Linked DNA regions of Mus musculus: regions 1, 3 and 4 are each linked to region 2. The links are chromatin contacts, called in public HiChIP or PLAC-seq, Micro-C and promoter capture Hi-C maps. All regions are on one chromosome and are shown on one strand. The core of a region is the stretch at or near the end of the contact, and the rest is flanking DNA. Distances in the headings are between cores, read along the strand shown.

What was found. Promoter capture Hi-C pulls out the DNA fragments that hold promoters and counts their contacts. A called contact is a pair of places that touch in the nucleus more often than the background predicts. HiChIP or PLAC-seq counts read pairs in DNA pulled down with a chosen protein or histone mark.
Region 1: a contact with region 2 is called in a promoter capture Hi-C map of embryonic stem cells, with 2.7 times the contacts expected there. The contact joins the enhancer-like site here to the promoter of Mcph1 in region 2. A contact is called at or near these places in 5 of 39 promoter capture datasets (the HPC-7 cell line, cranial neural crest, embryonic stem cells and 2 more), 3 of 484 Hi-C or Micro-C datasets (embryonic stem cells, muscle stem cells and pre-pro-B cells), 17 of 115 datasets of contacts at active chromatin or transcription factors (the 230-238 cell line, the SCID.adh cell line, bone marrow-derived macrophages and 7 more) and 3 of 9 other capture datasets (adipose tissue, liver and pancreatic islet).
Region 3: an H3K27ac HiChIP or PLAC-seq map of embryonic stem cells shows a contact between it and region 2, with 6 times the contacts expected there. The contact joins the enhancer-like site here to the promoter of Mcph1 in region 2. A contact is called at or near these places in 13 of 39 promoter capture datasets (the C10 cell line, the HPC-7 cell line, cranial neural crest and 10 more), 1 of 15 datasets of contacts at CTCF or cohesin (embryonic stem cells), 8 of 484 Hi-C or Micro-C datasets (the 3T3-L1 cell line, the HPC-7 cell line, LSK cells and 4 more), 35 of 115 datasets of contacts at active chromatin or transcription factors (the 230-238 cell line, the SCID.adh cell line, T-cell acute lymphoblastic leukemia and 18 more) and 5 of 9 other capture datasets (adipose tissue, embryonic stem cells, liver and 2 more).
Region 4: a Micro-C map of embryonic stem cells shows a contact between it and region 2, with 4 times the contacts expected there. The contact joins the enhancer-like site here to the promoter of Mcph1 in region 2. A contact is called at or near these places in 16 of 39 promoter capture datasets (3T3-L1-derived adipocytes, the C10 cell line, the HPC-7 cell line and 12 more), 2 of 15 datasets of contacts at CTCF or cohesin (the NIH/3T3 cell line and embryonic stem cells), 15 of 484 Hi-C or Micro-C datasets (CD4 T cells, CD8 T cells, the HPC-7 cell line and 6 more), 36 of 115 datasets of contacts at active chromatin or transcription factors (the 230-238 cell line, the NIH/3T3 cell line, the SCID.adh cell line and 22 more) and 4 of 9 other capture datasets (adipose tissue, embryonic stem cells, liver and 1 more).

What each region holds. Positions count from the first base shown.
Region 1 is chr8:18,867,594-18,870,293 of GRCm38.p6, forward strand. Agpat5 (1-acylglycerol-3-phosphate O-acyltransferase 5 (lysophosphatidic acid acyltransferase, epsilon)) reads left to right here. Exons shown (of 8, transcript NM_026792.3): 3 at 1,300-1,415. Among named protein-coding and RNA genes, the nearest start is that of Agpat5, 23 kb to the left of the region's middle. Within about 2 kb of position 1,333, at least 4 of the 459 cell types and tissues checked have an H3K27ac peak or open chromatin away from gene starts, as enhancers often do. A contact at or near this core is called in embryonic stem cells, where this site is marked.
Region 2 is chr8:18,593,810-18,596,509 of GRCm38.p6, forward strand. It overlaps Mcph1 (microcephaly, primary autosomal recessive 1), which reads left to right and starts at 1,322. Exons shown (of 14, transcript NM_173189.3): 1 at 1,322-1,826. The coding sequence starts at 1,787.
Region 3 is chr8:18,935,075-18,937,774 of GRCm38.p6, forward strand. It overlaps Xkr5 (X-linked Kx blood group related 5), which reads right to left. Exons shown (of 7, transcript NM_001113350.2): 6 at 2,153-2,264. Among named protein-coding and RNA genes, the nearest start is that of Gm40464, 14 kb to the right of the region's middle. Within about 2 kb of position 1,332, at least 144 of the 459 cell types and tissues checked have an H3K27ac peak or open chromatin away from gene starts, as enhancers often do. A contact at or near this core is called in the 230-238 cell line, the HPC-7 cell line, the SCID.adh cell line and 17 more, where this site is marked.
Region 4 is chr8:18,896,907-18,899,606 of GRCm38.p6, forward strand. All of the region lies in intron 1 of Gm35934 (a long non-coding RNA gene), which reads right to left. Among named protein-coding and RNA genes, the nearest start is that of Gm35934, 4.0 kb to the right of the region's middle. Within about 2 kb of position 1,260, at least 35 of the 459 cell types and tissues checked have an H3K27ac peak or open chromatin away from gene starts, as enhancers often do. A contact at or near this core is called in the SCID.adh cell line, double positive thymocytes, embryonic stem cells and 2 more, where this site is marked.

The DNA of each region.
Region 1 (2,700 bases), core at 83-2,582, 270 kb after region 2:
TTTGACCACTAAAATCAGTTTGCAACCCACAGTTTCAAAAGCTGCAAAATAAGACCTACATATCTACCTCGCACAATTGTAAATCACACGAGACCCTTGTTTGGGTATTGTAAGAATTGAACACTGTATCCAGGAAGTCATTAGTAAAAACCTAATGTGGTGCCTTGCTTTTTAAAGATTTATTTACTTATTTAATATATATGCCCTATCATATATATACCTGCATGCTAGAAGAGGGCATCAGATGTCAGTAGAGATGGTTGTGAGCCACGATGTGGTTGCTGGGAATTGAACGCAGGACCTCTGGAAGAGCAGCCAGTGCTCTTAACCACTGAGCCATCTCTCCAGCTCTTAATGTAGTGCCTTTTGTCAGACATTGTGTATATGGGATATTTAGCTACAGTTGTTTCACTTGCCATTTTTTTCCTTATAATTTTCCATTCTTCATTTAAAAAGAAATATCTCTTATTTTTTTTACCTGTAATTAAATATTATTCAACAGTTATTTAGTATTTGGGTGTTGGGTTACTTAGTATTTTGTAGCTTTTAAACATTTGTTCTTTCTTTTCCTGAGTATGTTTGAGTCCCTGCATATATGCCTGTGCACTGTGCATGTGCCTGGTGCACTTGGGGCTCATGGAGGGCCTCATATCCGTTGGAACTGGAGTTAGAGGCAGAGCTGGCTTATGGGTACCAGACCTGGGCCCTCTGCGAAAGCAGCAACTGAATCCTTAACCACTGAACAAAATCTCTTCAGCCCCATGTATTTTGTACCTTTGTGTTTTATCCTTGAAATAAATGGCCTTTTAAGAAATGAGAAAAGCCTTTAATCCCAGCAGAGGTAAGTGGATCACTGAGTTCAAGGCCAGCTTGTCCACATAGTTCCAGGAGAGCCAGGGCTACACAGAGGAAAAAAAAAATACAAAAAACAGGAAAAACACACACCTCCTTGATTTAAGGGTTTTTTGTTTGTTGGTTGTTTTTTTTTTTTGAGTTTTGGGGAGGGGGTATATTTTTTAATGTGTCTGTAGTTGGCTTTGTTTTAAGCATTTTAATCATACTTTATTTTTAAAAAAACTAAAAGCTTTTTTAAGGCTAGGTCTTGCTATGTGGCCCTAGTGTTCCTGGGACTTGCTCTGTACACCGGGTTGACTCTGAGCCTGTGCGCCTTCTGCCTCTGCCTCCATAGTTAGATTCTCAGGACATGTTACAAAGACTGTGCTGTGAAGATGAGTTTTTGTTCCTGGGAGGGAAGGTTGGAGCTGACTTGTGAGGTACTGACTTGGGTCTGCCTTACAGTTGACTGGATTGTTGCGGACATGCTGGCTGCCAGACAGGATGCCCTAGGACATGTGCGCTACGTACTGAAAGACAAGTTAAAATGGCTTCCGCTGTATGGGTTCTACTTTGCTCAGGTAAACTTTGTCTTTGCCCTTTTATTTCAAACTTAACACCATTTAATGAAACTATATCTGATTTTTTTGTTTATGTGTTTGTTTTATGGTACCCGTGATTGAACATGGGGTCATATGTGTGCTACTGAGTGACAGCCTTAGTTCAGACATTTTTTAAAGCGACTTTTACTAGTATTTTTATTTAGAATTCTATATGTGTGCACATGCATATGTGTGCTTGTGTGCACACGTGGATGCATGTGAGGTCGAAGGACAATTTTCAGTACAAGTGTGAGTGTCACTTTTTAGGCACCTTCCACTCTTATTTTGAGACAGTCTCCTAGACCTTTGCTGAGTTGCCCAGGCTAGCCGGCCAGTGAGCCCTGGGCATCTACCGGTCTCTGCCTCCTTACCTTTACTTAGGTTACAAGTGTGTGCTGCTACGCCCAGCTGTTTACTAGATTCTAGGGATCCAAATGTGGGTCCTCGTAACTTGTGAGACAAGTACTTTCCAAACTGAGCCACCTCCCTAGCTCTTCTTCACGGTTCCTGATGGTGTGTGTCTAGATGGCTGGTTGTCCGTATATTTAAGTCCAGTAGCAGAAATACAAATACCTAGGAGTCCAATAGAAAGCTACAAGTGCAGAATTGACAATCGGTAATGTTCGGAAATTGATTCAAAAGTAGTTAGTGAGTGACAGACAGGAGCTAAAAGCAGACTCTGAGCTCAGAGTGTGAAGTGTGGAGAAATGTGTTTTCTCACAGTTCTGAAGGCTGAAAGTCTCCCCAAGGTCAGGATGTGGGTGGTACTGCTGTCTCCCAACACCCACCTCTTTGGATTATAGACTGCAGCCTTCTCCCTGTGTTCTGAGCCGGCCTTTCCCACATGTGGACATCCTTGGTGGGTGTTCCACCAGCAGGGCCTCAGCTAGTGCCCTTATTTCACTTAACTGTAATGATTTTCTTAAAGACCCTGTCTCCATACACAGTCACTGTGGAAGCTGAAGCTTCAATGTAAGAGTTAAGGGGGGAGGGGGAAATTTAGTCCATAATGGTGTCACACCAATCTCTGTAGCTGAGTCCATGATTCAGTTCTTTAAAGGCTCTGAGTGTAGACATTATCTTAATTATTTTGCCCATTTATGTATTATCTTTAATTTATTTTATGTAACTGAATGCCTGTGTATATATGTTTCTGGTTCCTAGTCCATATTTTAATTCCTTAAAGGATGGAGGTGTAGACTTTTGTCTTTTTAATTTTCTATCCTTCCCTCCTGGCCTCCTGTGGCCTCTTTTACGTATTTAT
Region 2 (2,700 bases), core at 72-2,571:
AACCCAAAGGGTCCCAACAGTAAGAGGAGATAAGATGCCGGTTCACCTAAGATAGCCAAATAAGGAAGTCTGAGAACCAAGCCATGGTTCTGATTCTGTGTTCCCTTCTCAGGAATCCTAGTCCTGCTCTTACTGCCTGTATAAAGTGAGAGCATACAGCCGAGGGGAGGGTTATTTAGATCGGAGGGAGAGTTCAGCCTGAGGCATCTGGAAAAGTCCACAGAAGGGAGAGAAAGCTCTCTATCGGACTTGGCCAGCAGGGTAGGTCAGGCCATGAGAGGAGTGGGCACTGGGAAGAAAGGTGGAAGAGAAGAGAGAAAAGCAAAAGAGAGGACAGAGGGTGGGGTAGGGAAAGGGGGAGGAGCAGGGGGAGGGGAGGGGGGAGAGAGAGAGGGTCAGTAGGACTAAGTACCAGCCTGAAATGGCGGGGTTATATAGGAATGAGAAGCTTGGGGAACTGAAGCCCAAGAGCTGGAGAAGTTTAGAGCAGGAGGTGGGTTGAGAAACGCTAAAAGGAGCCACAGGTACCACGTAAGCCTGGAGGCCAGCAGACACTGTGGTATGTTACTGGGCACCTTAAGCAGCCATTTTGTCTTGAGTTTCTCTTTGCACTGCCTAGTGAAAGCTCTCCCACTGTGTTAGTGAAGATGCTTCAATTCGTGAATTCCCATTAACAGCTCATCACTCGGAATTTGGCTTTTTAAAATTATATATATTATATATTTTAATATGTACATTTAAAATAATTTTGAAATATATATATATGTATATGTGTGTGTATATCTATATAAATTATCTTTTTTTTTTTTTTTTAAAGCCAAATTGCTGGGCCAGTCTGTAATCCTAGCTCTTGGGGAAGGCTGAGTCGGGAGAAGGGCTGAGTGTTGTGAGCTAGAAACCAAGGCCATCTCTCTAAACACCCAACCAGGAGCTAAGGAGATGGCTCAGTGGTTAAGAACATTTGCTCTAGCAGAGGACCCGAATTTGGTCCCTGGCTCCCTTATGGTGGCACATAACCATGTGTAATTGGATCTGACGCCCTCTAGTGACCTCCACTGGCACCAGGCACGCACGTGGTGCAAATATGTACAAGCAGGCAAAGTACTCACACGTGTAACAAATAAATACAAAACCCAAAACAACCTGTCTGTCCAAACCAGTTGGGTGGTTTTTTTGTTTTTGTTTTTAACGCCCGGCGCTTAAGGCGACGAAAGGATACTGTTATCTACAGAAGAGCAGGCACTCCCTGGCTTCCGTCCTCCCTAGGCGGCTCCGTCCTCCTCCCTCTCCCGGCAGCCCTTGCGCGGGGAGGCGGGCCCGCGTCCGACCCGCCCCCTCGCAGACTCGCGGGCGGGAGGTTTGAAGACCCAGAGGGCCCGCGGACGCTGCAGCAGTCCCGCTCGCGCTCCAGGGTGCAGGGCTGAGGCAGGGCCCACGGGTGGGTCCCCTCCCCGGTCACCGAGCGCTGCGCAACGAGGACGAGCGAACCCTGCGGGGACAAGCGACCGCGGCGCTGACCTGCGCCCTGAAGCCGCGGTGCGGCGGGCTGACTCCTGCCAGGTCGCCGGAGAGCTTCAGGGCCGCCCGTGAGCGATCAGGTCTCGGCTGTCGTGTGTCACTGAGCCGGGCGCTCTCGGCGAGGGAAGGGAACCCGGAGCCCTTGCGCACACACACACACACCCCTAAGCCTGACGCGGCGAGCCCAGGGGGCACGGCCTGCGCATGCGCACCCCTCTGCCTTCCTGCCGGCGCACGCTCGGTCCCGCAGCTTCAAGCTGGTCGGGTCATGGAGGCCTCGGGAGGCGTTGGGGGCGCCTTTCTGAAAGGTGAGGAGACACGCCCAGTAGGGAGGGGGCTGGGGTCTAGGCTCCCAGCGCCTGGTTGTCTTGCCTGGGCCGCCGGGATCGGCTCCCAGGCCAGGTCCCATCCCATCTCAGGGCTCCCTACGCCCGAGGTCCTCTCACATCCTAGGTTCCCTCACACCCGGAGTCCCCTCACTCAGGATCCCGACCACCTGTGTGGACACCCCACATACATTCACCCTGTGACCTTCATCGACCCCTATGTGTTCCCCAATCCCCCCACCCCACCCCGGTGCAGGCTGAGCCCTGGAGAGCTGGCGGGAGGATAGGCTCCTGTCTTAGCTTTCTGGGATCCTCTTGCCTCTATGGCCTCTGCAGTTGTGGGATCAGGAAAAGTAAGAATTTGGTAATAGTGTGATGGCCTCTGGAGGGTCCTACCTGAGTAGAGCTGCCTGACACTTGTGGAGCTCACCTTTTTTTTTGTTGTTGTTGTATTTTTGTCGTGCTAACACGTGCTCAGAACATGGGACCCTGGGTGAGGAGATTCCAAGTATAAATATATTTTATATATTTATATATTATATTTATTATAGCTATGTGTTTATTATATTTATATCATATATGTGTATATATATTTAAATTTTTATTTATTATTTTAGAAAGCAAGTTTGCCTCCAACTTGCTATGTAGCTGAGGCTGACTTATCTCTGTTTTTTAATTTGGTTTGGGGGTGTGGGGTGGGGGTGTGGGCTTGCTTGTGTAACAAAGTTTCTCTTGTGGCTCTAGCCTTCCTGGACCTGGAAACTCTGTCTCAGTCTGTAGACCAGGCTGACCTCAGAGATCTGCCTACCTCTGCCTCTCAAATACTGGTTTTAAAGGGATACACCACCACCACATG
Region 3 (2,700 bases), core at 82-2,581, 340 kb after region 2:
CTCAGAGCCGTGTCGGGGCATTTCCATGAACAACAACAACAACACTTCCTCTGTGCACAAACAGCTTAATCACATTGTTGTCAGTTTCATTTGTGTCGATCAGAAGTGTTGACTGCTGCAATAATCTCTTTACCAGAGCATTCCAGTAAGCCACCCACGTTGTTTCCAGTTTCCTGTCGCACTGGAGAAAGTGCCTGTGTTCAGGGGTGTTCATTAGGCGAGTAGAAGATGGGAACTAAGTGTGAGGAGGGGGGCTGAAGGCACCAGGAGATGGCAGCATGACAGACCGTAGGAAGAGCCCAAAGGACAGTGCCCCCAGACCCTCAGTGACTCTGGGGACAAGAGCAGGCCCTGGGCAGGGCACTGGTTTGTGGAAAATCAGAAGTGGGGACAAGGACCAGCAGTCCTGTCTGCATTGAACATAGCTCACATACTAGCTTCTATGCCTTGGATTCTCACTGAGCCCTAGCAATATGCAGTCACTCATCTTTGGCAAACAAATCCCAGCAAGGTCAGGAAAGAACAGCAAGCCAGAGGATGTTACCCAACACTACCCTGTGCACCCCGGGCACCAGTTAGGCAGCGGGATCTGCCATGGCCAGAGGCACCGGGTGTGTTGATTTTCTGTAGGATCCTGCCACCTGCTGGATTCTTGGCTGTAGCTCCAGGCTGGTGTGTAGTAGGCACTCAATACACGTTTGTCCAGTGAAAGAAGGAAACAGGGAGCCTGGATTTGGGCAGGAACTATCTCAAGTCTGTGTTCTTGATACTATAGTTCTCTTTAAAAAAATATTACTTGTTTTCTTGAGATGAAGCCTTGATTCATAGCCCAGGCTGGTCTCAAACCTGAGTCAATCCTCCTGTCTCAGCTAAGTGTTTGGATCGCACTGCTTGTACGGTTCATTTATAATAGTGTTGGGCATGAAACCTGGGGCTTCTTGAATGCTAAACAAGCACTCTACCCATGATCTGTTTCTGGATATATATATTTTAATAGGGTTTTTCTTCTTAGCCCAGGCTTGCCACAAACTTACTATGTAGGCCATGATGGCTTAGAACTCACAACAATGCTCTTCTTGCCTCTGCCTCCTAAGCACTGGAGTTATAGAAACAAACCATCATGTCTGTCAATAACATACGATGATATGACTTTAAACATGTATTAAATATAATTTTCTATAATGCCCGAGTTTAAGGACTGACTCAGTTTGGTTGTTCCTGTTCTGTCTTTTGACATACTCTCCCTTTCCTGCTGGAGATTGCCAGGAGGCCAAAGGAGTCACAGATGTGTCCAGCGCCACCTGCTGTTGGGCAACGGAGCAGCATGACACAGCCCAGTCCTTTCTAAGATGACAGGGCAGTTTTACTTCCTCCTATCCTGTTTACTGGACTGGGTCATACCGCCTGTGAACGAAGTGGTTAGGTCTCTCAGCTGTGAGGACTGTCACATCATATCCCAGTGGATCCCCTCTCCGCAGGAAGATGACTAGACAGAGGCCACTTTGTAGGTGGCGGAGTAACTCTTGCCTGGACACCTCGCTGTTTGGCCATTCACTTGCAAGCATGCTGCTTAGAAATCGGCCACTCAATGTATAGGCAGCATTTTGGACAGACGTGGCTGCTCCTACCTTTCCTTGAGGCCCCCATCAGTCTAGTCAGGTCTACAAAGCTAAGCTCAGAGTCTTAGGGCACTTACCTACAGCATGGGTCCCATCCCCTGCCCACTGCCCCTAACCTGTTCCCTGTCCTTCCTGTTAGCATTTCCTCTAGGCTCCGCCCAACAGTTGCCTAGCAACAGCCAGTACTAGGTTCCTAAATAAGAAAAAACAAAACAAAACAAAACAACAACAACAAAACAATTGTTCTTCTTATACGCAAGACAATCAGGGATTAGTGAGCTGTGGGTTCAGTAAGAACCCCTGACTCAGTAAGTGGAAAGTGGCTAAGGAAGACATCTGACATCAGCTGCAGGCCTCCACATACACACCACACATGAGCATCCCTACACATACCAATATATGCACATCCATGCATATATACCATACATATGTATATAACATATGTGCACACACTTGAAAATGAAAAGAATAAACATAAAATACAAATACAAGTTGGAAAGGAAGTGTGGCTAAGAAGGCTCAGTAGGTCTTACCAATCAGAAATCCAGACAAGACTCCCACCACAGTCCACAGGCTGGTCCCTGGTACTCCCTGCAGAAAGTCAGTGGCCAGTAGTAAGAGTATGGAGTTCTCCAGCAGCATAACCTGTGGGGACAAGAGAGAGTCACCATACCTGGGGGTCTGCTATCTGCACCTCTTCCCTCCTGTCCCTAGTACCTGCTGGGGTTCACAAACCAAGGAGCCTCCACCGAACAGAAGCTAGGCTCCAGGGGGAATGTTTCTACCCAGGAAGGCTTGCTGACGTCATTCATGGGAACATCCCCAGAGTCACAGACACAGGAAAATAGACTGAGCTTTGGCACAAGTGTTTCTATGTAGCCCACACTAAGATGGCTGACAGATGCTGGCACTGATCTAACAGCCCAAGGCTACATTCCTGGGGTGAATTGTCAGCCCCTTGAACTTCCTGCCTGAGGAATCACAGCTGCCGGGTGGAAACACAATGAGAGATAACTAGGGCCCTCACTGTTCTTATCCATCTCCTACCCCACCCTCACAACGACCCACCTCAAGGACCTGA
Region 4 (2,700 bases), core at 10-2,509, 300 kb after region 2:
CTTAAAAAAAAAAAAAGAGACTAGAGTCACTGAAGTAAAACCTGTGCTTGTCTGGGGCAATGGATGCTCGTCAGCTGGAGCTGAGAAATTAACAGTGACTTAGTTCTTCTGACTAAGAAGAGACTGGTATCAGAGAGGCAAAATCTGGGAAGTGTTTCTTGAGAGTCAGTATGCTGAAGCTATGTTCCAGAGGTAGCCAAGGTTGTACCTCATCTTGGTGGCCCAATTTGGTCATGGAAGAGTTACCCGGGTGGTAGCAATTTTGAAATCATGAAGGAGTCACGGAGAGCACTGTGAGAGACCAGGAAAGGTCATTGGTGAGAGTGCAGCCCAGTTGCGGCAGAAGACCCTAGCATTTTGGAGATGACAGTACCACAGGATGACCACCAAGAACTACAGCCGCGGTGGAGTAGAGCCACAGAGGCTGAGAAGACAAGCTGTGTGTGCTGCAGAGGGTGGAGCTGGAGAAGTGACCGAGCCCTTTGAGGGGCCCCAGAAAATTGTGAGTGAATCCCAGACATTAGACATTAAGTTACTTACACAGTTGGGGAGTGGTTTTGCCTTGGTCTGATTGTGAGTGTGCCCTGGTTCTTCCTTCTCGAAGTAAGAAAGTATTTATCTTTGATTTATCTTTTAAAAGAGACTTTGGACTTCTAAACAGAGTGAGTTTTAAAGTTTCTGTATTTGTTTTTTTGTTTGTTTGCTTTTTGTTTGTTGGTTTGTTTGTTTTTAATACACTGTCACTCTCTTCAGTCACACCAGAAGAGGGTGTCAGATCCCATTACAGATGGTTGTGAGCCACCACGTGGTTGCTAGGAATTGAACTCAGGACCTCTGGAAGAGCAGTCATCAGTGCCCTTAACCACTGCGCCAACTCTCCAGCCCCAAGTTTCTGTATTTGTAAAAAGACAGACTTTTTAAGTTTATGAATGTTTTATATTGTGATATTTATATTGATGTGATCTGTGGTCTTGGGTGAAAAAGAAAGGAAAGGTGGTGACTTAACAGTGACGTTTGTGTCAACTAGACAAGGGATCAGTTGTGCTGGATTATTTAGACACAAGCTATGGTTATCACTTAACTAAGACAAGGAATAAGGGGTTACAGGGCTGTGTGTGCCCTGCAGGCCGTCATCCATAGAGTTACTTAGCCTTGTTTTTGGTCCCAGCCTCCAGAACTGTAAGGTGGAGCTGTCTCTAGTAGACTTGCCCACCTGGTTACTTTGTGACCACAGCTGAGCTGACAAAAGAGCTTCCTGGAGGGAGGGGCTTTCAGCCTTGCCCTCAACACCTGCTGAGACTGGCTTGTGGTGGAATTTCCTTGGACAGTTAACAGGGCAGGCAGGGTGACCCAGGAAAGATTCCCAAAACATTGGGGTCTAGTCTTTCTGTGTCCTGTCACCTAACCTGCCCTTCCCACCAAAAGTCCTAGAGTCCCCAAGAGAGCCTAGAACCTGGAGGTGCCTTGCCTCTCAAGTGGGTGGGAAGGAAGAGATGCTGTAGGTTTTGAAGGTTCCCTCTATCTGTCACATTAGGTCAGATCTCGACTCAGTCACATTCCAATGTGGCTGTCCATCCCTCATCCAAAGGCAACAGAAACCTAAAGGATTTCCCCTACAGTCTTTAGGGCTTCATTCTCTACGGCATCCATAAATCTGCCATTAAGTAAATTGATTATGCTTTTCTCTTGCCAATCTGTAATCTGTCTGTTGTGGTAGGAGTGTTAGTCGGGCCCTTTGTGCTGGAGGAGAAGGCTCCCACCTGCCTCGCCCTCCCCCCACCCCCACCCCTCCCCACCCCTCCGCACCCCTCCCCACCCCTCCCCACCCCTCCCCACCCCTCCGCACCCCTCCCCACCTTGTCTTCTTGTCTTTGTTATTTACACTTGAGTTGGTAAGGTATTTCACCTCAGGGGGAGGGAGCAAGGGAAAGCTGCAGATAAGACCTCTCTCAGTAACTTGCCCAGAAAGTCAGTTTCCCCAAGGCAGTGAATGAAGCCACCTCCCCAAGCCCCACGGCCACCCTGGGGCTGCCACCAGAGGACAGCTAGTATTGAAAGTTTTACAGTCAGCCTGGTAAACACAATGAGTGAGCTACCTTTGGCCATCTCTGGGGAAAGGCCCCTTTGTGGATGTAGAAGCTGTAAACAGCTCCGACTTCCTGTGCGGGAGAGCAGCCAATCACAGAGAACGAGAAATCGGGGCGATCAGGGTCAGAGAGGTGGGCTGCACCAGGAGCTCCTATGGAACGTGCACCATGGAAGAGGGGCTACCCTACTGCAAGGGCTTCCACTGAGGGGGTTCCTTTTGCGACGACTCCAAGACTGGCTTTAGGGTTCAGGACATTTTTCTCCCCCATCCTGTTCATTGTATAGTTCTGTTCTACATTTGGGCTTCGCTTCTAGTTTCCTAGTTGAAGTGGAACACCGACCGGGGATTTGGCACCACCTAGTGGTCATGGAAAAAAGCTGACAGTTGAGTTTTTGAATAGTTCTGAATCCAAGTTCGGAAACAGTGGCTTACACACAAAGATGAAAATACTACACAGCAGAGAGAAGAGCAGACCCTGGGAGCCTCGCCACCACAGTCAATGAGCCCTCCCTTCTGGCGGGCACCTTTGTGGGGAGGGCGCTGCTGCTCCTATCGAGCCAATTCTTCCCTTTTTCTCTCTCTCTCTTTTATGTTTTTTTTTTTTTTTTTTT